2 separate regions of the Rattus norvegicus genome follow, and region 2 is linked to region 1. The links are chromatin contacts, called in public Hi-C maps. All regions are on one chromosome and are shown on one strand. The core of a region is the stretch at or near the end of the contact, and the rest is flanking DNA. Distances in the headings are between cores, read along the strand shown.

The links. Hi-C and Micro-C count contacts between places; a contact is called where the count stands out from the background.
Region 2: a Hi-C map of Schwann cells shows a contact between it and region 1, with 2.1 times the contacts expected there. The contact joins the promoter of Dnajc16 here to the enhancer-like site in region 1. A contact is called at or near these places in 2 of 12 Hi-C or Micro-C datasets (Schwann cells and mammary epithelial cells).

What each region holds. Positions count from the first base shown.
Region 1 is chr5:159,328,724-159,334,035 of GRCr8, forward strand. It overlaps a transcript of Agmat not described here. Among named protein-coding and RNA genes, the nearest start is that of Agmat, 12 kb to the right of the region's middle. Within about 2 kb of position 2,803, at least 82 of the 93 cell types and tissues checked have an H3K27ac peak or open chromatin away from gene starts, as enhancers often do. A contact at or near this core is called in Schwann cells, where this site is marked.
Region 2 is chr5:159,386,016-159,391,327 of GRCr8, forward strand. Dnajc16 (DnaJ heat shock protein family (Hsp40) member C16) reads right to left here and starts at 3,096. Exons shown (of 15, transcript NM_001014194.1): 1 at 3,061-3,096; 2 at 1,145-1,329. The coding sequence starts at 1,311.

The DNA.
Region 1 (5,312 bases), core at 1,553-4,052:
TCTACATAGGAAATTGTGGGTCAGCTAGGGCTACACAGAGACCCTGTCACAAAACCAAACAAAAAATGTGTTCTTTAGAAAGGATCAGAACCAACCCTAATATCTTTATGGCTGCCGAAAATGTTGTTTTTTGTTTTTGTTTTTGTTTTTTTTTAGGTTTTTTGAATTTTTTTTTCCTGGAGCTGGGGACTGAACCCAGGGCCTTGTGCTTGCTAGGCGAGCACGCTACCACTGAGCTAAATCCCCAACCTCCAGGCTTTTTGAATTTTGACTGGGAATAAAAGTATCGGTTACAAGCTGCAGATCTGTACATAGCGTCTCTGAGGAAACTTCTGACTTGGCTGCTAACACCTGAACACTCCCTTCCAGATCCACACCTTGGCAAAAAAAAATTTTTTTTCTTTCTCTTTGAGAAACATTTTGCTATGAAATGTGGCATGGCACGTGGCCATAATCCCAGCATTTCAAGAGACAGAGGAGAGGCAGGACGATCACAGATTTGAAATCAAGCTGGTTTGAAGCTTCAGATTCAGTTCGAAGACAGCCAGAACTACAGTTAAACAGTATCTCAGAAAACAAAGAGGAGGACAAATCACCCACGTCCTTCTCAGAAAACTGATTATAAGTGTGAAGGAGTTCCCAAGCTGGGATTAAAAGCAATCCAGGCGTGACCACAAGTCTATAATTCTAAGGTGGAGGCTAGCTGGTTCTAAGTCCAAGGCTCGCCAAGGAATTCCAAAAGTATAAAGAGAGAGTTTAAAACATAATAAAGTCGTTACTAAGTCTCCTGGGTGAGTACTACCAATATTTTGGGTACAATAGAAGGTCACTTAGGATAACTTAACAGAACTGTTTTTCTTTTCTTTTTTTCAATATTTATTTATTTATTTATTTATTTATTTATTTATTACACATCATACAGCTTTCTGCCTGTATGTATGCCTGCAGGTCAGAAGAGGACATCAGATCTCATTACAGATGGTTGTGAGCCACCATGTGGTTGCAGGGAATTGAACTCAGGACCTCAGGAAGAGCAGACAGTGCTCTTAACCATTGGGCCATCTCTCTAATCCCCAGAACTGTTTGTTTTTGAGACAGTGTCATGTGGTCTCAGCTGGCTCCAAAGTCACCTTAAGGCTCAGGGTGGCCTTGAACTTGTCATTGTCCTTCCCACAAAGTCAGCTTAAGGCTCAGGATGGCCTCAAACTTGTCATTGTCCCTCACACATGCTTGGGTCACAGGCTTTAACTCTTCAGTATAGGAACTGAACTCGATACGAATCGAGCTGCATCTAAATATATCTATGGATATTTTGTCTGCAGGCATAGATAATGTGTACAGCCCATGCATGCCTGATGGCTTGGGTCTCCTGGAACTGGAGTTACATTACACACAGTTGTGAGCTGTCATGTGGGTGCTGGGAATTGAACCCAGGTTCCCTAGAGAATCAGACAGTGCTCTTAACCGCTGAGCCAGCTCTGCAGACTATAGGGTTTTGAGACAGTCTTTCTATGTAGCCTTGACTGGCCTGCTACTCACTATGTAACCTGGGTTGGCACTGAACTCATGGCATACTTCCTGCCTCAGCCTCCAGAGTTCTGGGATTACAGGCGCCCCACCCCCACCCCCGCCCCTGCCTAAAACTTCTTGAGAGTAGAAGGTTTACTCATTTCTCCCAAAAGTATTGTTACTGCACACCTGTGAGAGTGCATACCTCCACTTGCTGCAGGGAAGTGGATCAGAAAGGATGCTATCGGCCTGGTGCTGTGGTACGAGCCTGTAATCCCAGAACTGGGGAGCTGGAGGTGGGAGGCTAGAGAGTTCGGGCCTAACCTGGGCTATGTGATCCTTCCAGTCCGTGTGTTAGCATTCTGTCTAAGCTCTGCCCCACAGTTACCTGGCAACAGCCAGGTATGCCTGACAGTATAAAAGGGGCTGCTTGCCCCCTCCTCACTCTCTTGCTCTTGCCTTCCCTTCCTCTCTCCATGTACTCATGGCCGGCCTCTACTCCTCTTCTCTGTCTCTGCCTTTCTCTGCTCCTGCTACCCTCTTAACTCCCCTCCCCATACGCTGAATAAATTCTATTCTATATTATACCGTCCTGTGGCGGGTCCCTCAGGGGTAAGGGATGTCTCAACAGACACTCCTTCCCCGACACCTCACCACACCTCCGTAGAACATATCTCCCCTCTCTTTATCTTTTTTTTTTTTTTTTTTGGTTCTTTTTTTCGGAGCTGGGGACCGAACCCCGGGCCTTGCGCTTCCTAGGTAAGCGCTCTACCACTGAGCTAAATCCCCAGCCCCCTCTCTTTATCTTTTTATAAAGACATCACCGTGAGTTTTTAAAAGCTAGCCCCTCCCCAATCATCTTTTTTTTCTTTTTTAAAGATTTATTTACGTTATTTATAGATGGTTGTGAGCCACCACGTGGTTGCTAGGAATTGAACTCAGGACCTCTGGAAGAGCAGTCAGTGCACTTAACCACTGAGCCATCTCTCCAGCCCCACCCCCAATCATCTTAAAATCCCTTTTACATTAGTTACTGTGTATGTTGGTCTGCAAAATATCGGACAGCTAGGTAGGAACAACTGTGAACCAGAGTCATTCTAAAAAATTCTCCAAGAGTGAGGTGTAATGACATACAGGAGCACTGGGGAGATCTTGGCAGGAGGATCTGGGATTCGAAGGCAGCCTGGGTTGAGACTCTGTCTCAAACAATCAGAAGCATGATTGAGAAGTAAACTTCTGAAGTGCAGCAACTACCCTAGCAGACTGTACGCCTGGATACAGCCACTTTTTCAGGCAGAAGTAACCCCGCCTCCTTAAAGTTCACTCTTCGCCACGAAATTCCTCTGGCGTCAAACCCATTGCTGAGAACTTTCTCTTCCTGGGGAAGACAGGCTTTAATCTGAAATCTGCCACGTTTCCTGTAGAATCGCTTCCCACGCAGACTCGCGAAAAGTCTTTGAAGCGCATTTGGGATCTCGATGGGCACTTAAGCCAAAGAAGCGCTTGGTGCAAGGACCTTCGTCCCCCAAAGCGCCTGCGCGCCGCAGCACCGCCTGCGGCGCACCGGCGCAATGGGCGGGTCCGCCTAGTCACGTGACTTCCCAGCCAATGCTTCGTCTGTGGGTGTGTCGCTGAGGTTGTGGTTGCTAAGGTGACTGTGGCCCGTGCGTATGCTGCGTAATTAAGGGTCCAGCCTCCACCCTGCTGACTGCAGCTTCTCCTTGCTGCGCTCTCCCCCAAGTTTTGGAACCCATGCGTCTCCCCCTCCGAGGATTGGAAAGCTCTGGATCCTGAGAGATGCAACCGGGGTGTGTCTAGCCTGCACCCACTTAGGGACTTTCTTTCCTGCTTCAGAGAAAGGGTCAGATCCCGCGTGATGCAGGGATGTGGCCAAGTCCTGGGCAATAGCTTCCCACAGCTTCCCTGCGGCTTTGGTCAGGGCTGGTTGCTCACGCTCGTCCAAATCAGGTTTAGTCATGAATGGTTGTTATGAAGGATAACCAGTTCAAGAATAATTATTCTATTTTAAAAGACGAGAGCGAAGGTGTTGAGGGTGTGGCTCAGTGATAGAATGCTTGCCTAGAATTCTCTAGGTCCCTAGGTTGGATCTCGAGTAACATTAAAAGACTACCAGAAGGGAAAAGTGCAAATACTTTAGAAAGTCATTTTTGCACCTTTCGAGACAAGTGCTGGGATTAAGGGCATGTTCCAACACGCCAAGTGTTTCGGATGGACGCCAGGCCTTCAACTCTTGGACTTCAGTGCTCTTCCTGGAAGGCTGAGAGGTAGAGTGCTTGCCAAGCATGCCAGAGGGCCCTGGGTTGGATCCCTAAAACACCATTAACTGGACATATATCTGTGAGTTTACTACTCTGTGGGTCTCGGTAGATGTTCAAGGAGCCAGTTTAGGATAGCCTGGGGTTATATGAGGTCCTGTCTCAAAAAACCAACAAGTAGGTCATGGTGGTGCAGGCCCTTAATATGAGTACTCCAGAGGCAGAGGCAGGCTGATCTCTGGCAAGTTGGAGGCCAGCCATAGGGAGTTGTAGGACAGCCAGAACTACATAGAGAGACCCTGTTTCAAGAACACAAAAGTACAGTAACAAATAGGACCTCAAACTAATGAGGAGATGGCTTAGCGATCCCTTAATTGCTGCAGAAAGGAACACTTGCCGTTTCTACAGAAGACCTACATTCAGTTCCCAGCACCTACTTCAGGTGACCCTCTGGCCTTCAAGGGTACCTTCATGCACATGGTACCCTGAACTCAACACATGTGTAAATGCAAAATTTAAGAAGATGATAATAGCCAGTCCGTGGTGACACACACCTTTAATCCCAGTACTTGGGAGGCAGAGGCAGGTGGATCTCTGAAGTTGAGGCCAGCTTGTCTACATAGTGAGTTCCAGGACAGCCAAAGCTAACATGGAGAAACCCTGTCTTGACCCGACCCCTCCCCCTCAAGATATAAAAACATAATAAAAAGGCAAGTGTTCAAGTTCAGGCCCCCAAGTAATGGGGACTAATGATTTTCTCCCAGATAGGTGCTTAATATTAAAAGAGATTCCTTTAGAGATCTTGGATATCTTCTGTCTGTGTGTCTGTGTAGAACTCTCTCCTCCCTGGCCTTTTGTCCTTTGAACTGGAGCTGCCCTTTCCTGTCTGGCCTCTAAAACTTTCTGTTTGTCTAAGGCACTGGTTCTCAACCTTCCTAATGCTGTGCCCCTTTAATACAGTTCCTCACGTTGTGGTGACCCCCTAGTCAGGGAATTATGCTTGTTGCTACTTCATAGCTGTAATTTTGCTACTGTTACGAATCGTTAATATCTGATATGTAGGATACCTTATATTCCATCCCCAAAGGGGTTAGGGATCCCACAGGTTGAGAACCGCTGATCTAAGGCATTCCATTGGGCTTGGCCTCAGTTTTCCTTCTCTGAACTCCACGCTGGAAACCCCGGAAACAGGGAACTTGGGCAATGTCAAGGGCCTTCTTATTGTCTATTTCCCATGTGTTCCTGGCCTTTGTGGCCTGGTGTTCAGTGTCCTGACTGTATTTGGTTGTTCTAGGCAAAAGGGAACAAAAAACAAATCAACATTCTCTCTCTCTCTCTCTCTCTCTCTCTCTCTCTCTCTCTACACACACACACACACACACACACACACACACACACACACACACACACAATCTCACCATGTAGCTCTGACTGGCTTAGAACCCAGAGACTCACTATCCCCTGCCTCCTGCTGCTAGGACTAAAGGCATGAACCACCGTGCCTGATCCCAAATCATTTTCCCCATC
Region 2 (5,312 bases), core at 1,846-4,345, 58 kb after region 1:
TTTAAAAGCTTAGAGTTTTAGAGAATAGAACTGTATGTTCCCTTTAACATTTATGCACATAAAGAATTGCTTTCTAGGGGTTGGAGAGATGGCTCAGTGGTTAAGAGCACTTGCTGCTCTTCTAGAGGACCAAGGTTTTGTTCCAGTGCCCACATGAGGCAACTCCCACTCCCCGTAACTCCACCTCCCACACGTTCAGCAGTCTCTTTTGAGATATACATATAATTAAAAATAAAATATTACCAAAAAAACCAAAAACCCCAAACAAAGAAGGGTAGTGGCAGAAGCACACACCTTTCATCTCAGCATTCAGGAGGTAGAAATGGGTGAATCTCTGAGTTTAAGGCCAGTATAGTTTACAAAGTGAGTTCCAGGACAGCCAGAGCTACAGGGAAGCCCCCCGACCCCCAAACTCTCATACACACACTCTCTTCCCACACAAAGGAAAAATAATGTTTAAAAACCAGAATTCCTCTACACAACAGGAGGTTAATTCCTGCAGACCACCTCACTTCCTTATTTGCTCTAGCCAGCAGTTCTCAACCTTCTTGTGACCCTTCAATACAGTTAATCACGGTGTGACACCCCTAACCATCAGTTACTTTTGTTGCTACTTTGTAACAGTACTTTTGCTACTGTTACGAATCCTAAATGTTTTCTGACCATCTTAGGTGACCCCTCGGAGAGGGTTGTTCAACCCCCAAAGGGGTCGGGAATCGCAGGTTGAGAACTGCTGTTCTAGTGGGCCTGGAACTTGCCAGGAAGCCCTGGCTGACTTCAACCAAGGGTGGGTGAGCCTCCTGCCTCTGCCTCTGAAGTGCTGGGATCATAAGTGTAAGGTATCCTGTGCATTTCAATTATTTTTTTTTAAATTCATTTTACTTCTTACTTTAACATTAAATGTCCTAACATTATCTACGAGGATGCTCTAAGCTGTAGTATTCCTGAAGAATTGTGTATTAAAGTAAACACAGACTTTAGACTGCTAAAAAAGATGGAGCATGGGCCATTAGCTGGCCCTCAATACTCTAAACAGGTCTACAAATACACCCAGCACAGAAACAGACAAGTCATCCTCATTGAGGCTTCAGCCACCTGCTGACTGCTTAGCAGACATTGAACTCCTGTTCATGGTTTCACCTACCATTCCCGAGCGAGCTTCTTATATGCCTTTTTAATGTCAGCCTGACTGGCTGTGCGGCTGACCCCTAGGACTCTGTACGGGTCAAAATCCAATGCAGACAGGCTTTGCAGGATCAGAACGAGGACTATCAAGAATTGCCAGGAAATGCTCAACCTTTTCAATTCCATCTCTCTTCCTTCCCAGAGCTGAAATGATTAAAAGGTAGTTTTAAGTTCAAGAGACAGGAACCCGAATGCTTGTGCTTTCTTAGGGAGGGGATCAAGATGTTCAGATGAGAACTAAACAAGAAATTTTCTTAAAAAGGGGAGTGTGTCAATCTAGTTGTTGTCCCTATCTTAAAAAAAAAACATAACTTTTGAATATCACACATAAGAACTATTATAAGTTAAAAAAAAGACAACTCATATTAGAAAAGCCCTTTTAAAATTATTAAAAATGGGGGCTGGGGATTTAGCTCAGTGGTAGAGCGCTTACCTAGGAAGCGCAAGGCCCTGGGTTCGGTCCCCAGCTCCGAAAAAAAGAACCAAAAAAAAAAAAATTATTAAAAATGAATGCTCTGAAATACATGGTGACTACAAGAACAGATTTAGGATATCCAGGAGACCACATCTCACCTGCACAACCTCACCTATCATAATAATAAACAATTGGCTTCAGAGTAGCTCAGGATGTGTCAAATTAATTCACGAATTCATCATGATTTCTCATGTACTAAATTACATTCTGGGATCACTGTGGCATTTCTGGGCACTAAATGGACATCAAAGTAAAACTTTACAAATAATTGTGCAGTAATATTCAGAAGCCTGCTGCTATCATCATCATCATCATCATCATCATCATCATCATCATCATCATCATCATCATCACATTCATTCAGACGAAATGGGAAGCTGTTTTTTAAGCCAGTTAGCAATTTGGTTATTGACCATGGAAACTTCAGATATGAAAAAATGGTTATGAAAGAATTTAGTTTTCCATCTAAAGAGAACAGGAAAGACTTAATGAATAGGCAGGGCTTTAAAATGTCTTAACTACAACTCAGTTGAGGGGTTGAACTCAGTGTGGGTTTTGGAATAATCCTGGCTGGTTGGTACGGAGATAGTGTAGACCTGGACACACACACACTCACACAGAGGGCTATGGTCTTTTATACCATACATTATTTTCATGGGTTACATTTATCTTGACCTCACAGTGTTCAGTTCAGTGGCTGACAACTCACTCGGGACGGGGGGGGGGGTGTATTTGACAAGTTCCAGGCATAAATCCTGCTTGGGAGTCTTCACAGACAATTGACCACTGTTTAGGACTGCATACATGCTAAGTACAATCCACAAGCAAGCCAGTTTCTCTTTCAAGACAACCTGTTCTGAGGTATTGAGATCCAGAATGAGGATCAGATTGGGGGTGGAGGGGAGGTTGTCCACCATTCTAGGACCTAAACCTGTGTTCTTGCTGGCAGGGTGTGACTGAGCACCAGCACCTAGCAGGATCTTCATGGTCGGGGGTGGGGTAAAGTGGGTAAGGGGTTTAATATGCAAAAGCCACAAGCAGGGTGGGTGAATTGTCAGCCCTTCAGTGGGTGAGATGGGGACATTATTTTGGCTGACGTTCTCCAGCTCCAGGGGGCTGGCCACAGGGCAGGGGACGCGCTGGCCAACAGGTAGCCCTCGGTGTCCCCAAACGCAGGTGGCTGAGGCTCCCCAGACGCTCCGCAGGACCAAGTCCCGACTCCGGTGCCCGCCCGGGTCGCGACCTTCCGGGAGGCGGCCCCCTCCCCCGCCGCCCCGGTTCCTGTCGGCTCCCGGGTCCCCCCGGGCCCAGCAAGGGCTGAGGTCGCGGAGGATCTCACGGAAGATCCCCCAGCCTGCAGGGCCCCGCCGCGTTCGCGCGTCACGCCGGGAAGGAGTTACCGGGAAAGGGCACCGGCCCAACCGGCCGCAGAGTCCGTGCTCCAGTGAATCCGCCGGGGCCGGCGCTTCCAGTCCACACCAGAGCACCTGGGGAGGGGAAAGAGGCGGGGCCCAGGCCCCGGGCCGTCACGTGTCACTTAAAGACCCAGTGTCTGGAAGGCGTGCAAGGACTGGGTTTAGGCTGCACTCTCAGCCAGCCTATTTTGGCCCTGATGGTCTCCGTAGGCACGTGGATCGGGCGCGGTTGCTATAGGAACGGAGCGCGCTCTCCGGCTGGGTCTGAAGGCTTGATCTTGACCAGCGAGGCCAGAGCGTGCCTACTAGCGAGGCCAACTCGCTATGCATCACGGGATACCAGGAAGACCTCCGGGAACTGGGGAGGGGTTTCCACTGGTTGCCAGAAGGTGGCCCACTTCTAGCAACTGTTGCTAGGACGGGGACGCAGTCGCTGGTCCCAGTTCACTTTGACCCTATTCATAGAATCCTAGAACGTCAGAGTTTGAGGCGACCTTAGGGATTCTTCCTAGTTCAACCTCTCCATATACTGAAGTTCGGAGAGGGTCAAAGACTTGCCCAAAGCTTAGAATCCAAGACTTCAAATTCTGTATATCAAACCAAAAATGTTCTAGACTGGGATTTAGACAAGAACTGGGGAAGAGGGCGTGGTGAATAGGCTGACATTTTTTTGCGCCTGCAACCAAGGGCTCTTGGGAATGTATTTTCTATTCCATGCCTCCTGTTGAGTGAATTCTTATGTTATTGGTTGCTTTTTATCCCTTACCTAGCACACCGTTTTTGTTGTTTGTTTTTGAGACAGGGTCTCACTGTGTAACCCTCGCTGGCCTGGAACTTGCTAGGTGGACCAGGGTGGCCTCAAACTCACGAGCTCTGCCTGCCTCTGCCTCCCAAAAGAGTTCTGGCATTAAAAGTCTGCACTACCATGCCCGGCTCTATCTTTTATGCATTTATTCCATATCTCTGCTCTTTTAGGAGTGTAAGCTCCTGTAGGCAGTCTCTTTTCTTCTTCAGCACCGTATCACTGTCTGCACAGACCTTGATTTGTACAAGCTGTCAGTATTTGAATAGTTAGTTGCAAAATAAATGAAAAGTGAAGCTAAAGCTTGTTGCGCCCCCCTCCCACCTTGGCCTGTGTGGGCAATAAAATGCGGCCCTCATGCATGCTAGGCAAGTGCTCTATCACTGAGCTCCAAGGCTTTGCTGCTCGAATGAACAATACATTCATACTGGTTTTCAGTTGAGCTTCTGCACTTGCACCAGCAGACCAATGTGCTGTAGTCACTCATGCTCATTTTTACCAAGCCGAAACTAGGTTATTTAACTGTCTGAGAAATCAGGTGACAGAGATATAACTGCCCAATCCCCAAACCAGCCAGTTTTAGCCAACATGGCGAATCTCCTTGACTTGGCAACTACTCCCCTTCGAGTTTCTTGTTTGGGCTCTCCCCAGACTTCCTGTTTGTAAATTCACCTCAGCTGCTCATCCGAATGTGCATCCTATCTAATGGAAAGAAGCGTTGCCTGATGCTAAAATCGGGAAGCGAGTGTAATATCATCTTTTGACATATTCCATGGTGGATTCTTGGCTAAGGGTCTATCCCAGTTCGGGTTTGAATCTCAGATGCCTCTGTTGGGGGTCAAGCTGTGAGATCCCTAACACATGTCCACAGCTGTCAGCAAGGAATAACTATTATCGGGAATATGTCAGGGATAATAACATGGCTAGCTGGGACAACACCGTAAGTGGCTAGCACGATGCTCAATTATTTTTTAAAAATGATTTATTTACTTAATGTATATAGGAATCTTCATGCACACCAAAAGAGGGAATCACCTTCCATTATAGATGGCTGTGAGCCACCATGTGGTTGCTGGGATATGAATTCAGGACCTCTGGAAGAGCAGCCAGTGCTCTTAACCACTGAACCATCTCTCCAGCCTTGTTCAGTTACTTTTTAAGTCGTGGAAATGAGTGGTACAAAACTGAGAGAACAGAGGACTAGATTCCTGGCAGTTTCTATGTGGGAGGTGCTGAGGAGGGAAAGAGAAGAGAGCGAGATGGAAGTCTGTGGGCTTAGTTTGCTGAGGCAGGATAGCCTGAAAAAGCAGGAGGCGAGGTTTTACTAGCCGCAACGGAGGAGGGCGTTAGAAGAAAGCCACAGCCCGCAAAGGACTTGAAAGACGTCTAGACATGGTTTCTTCCTTTTCCTCTCGCGACCCTTTGAGCATCTGTA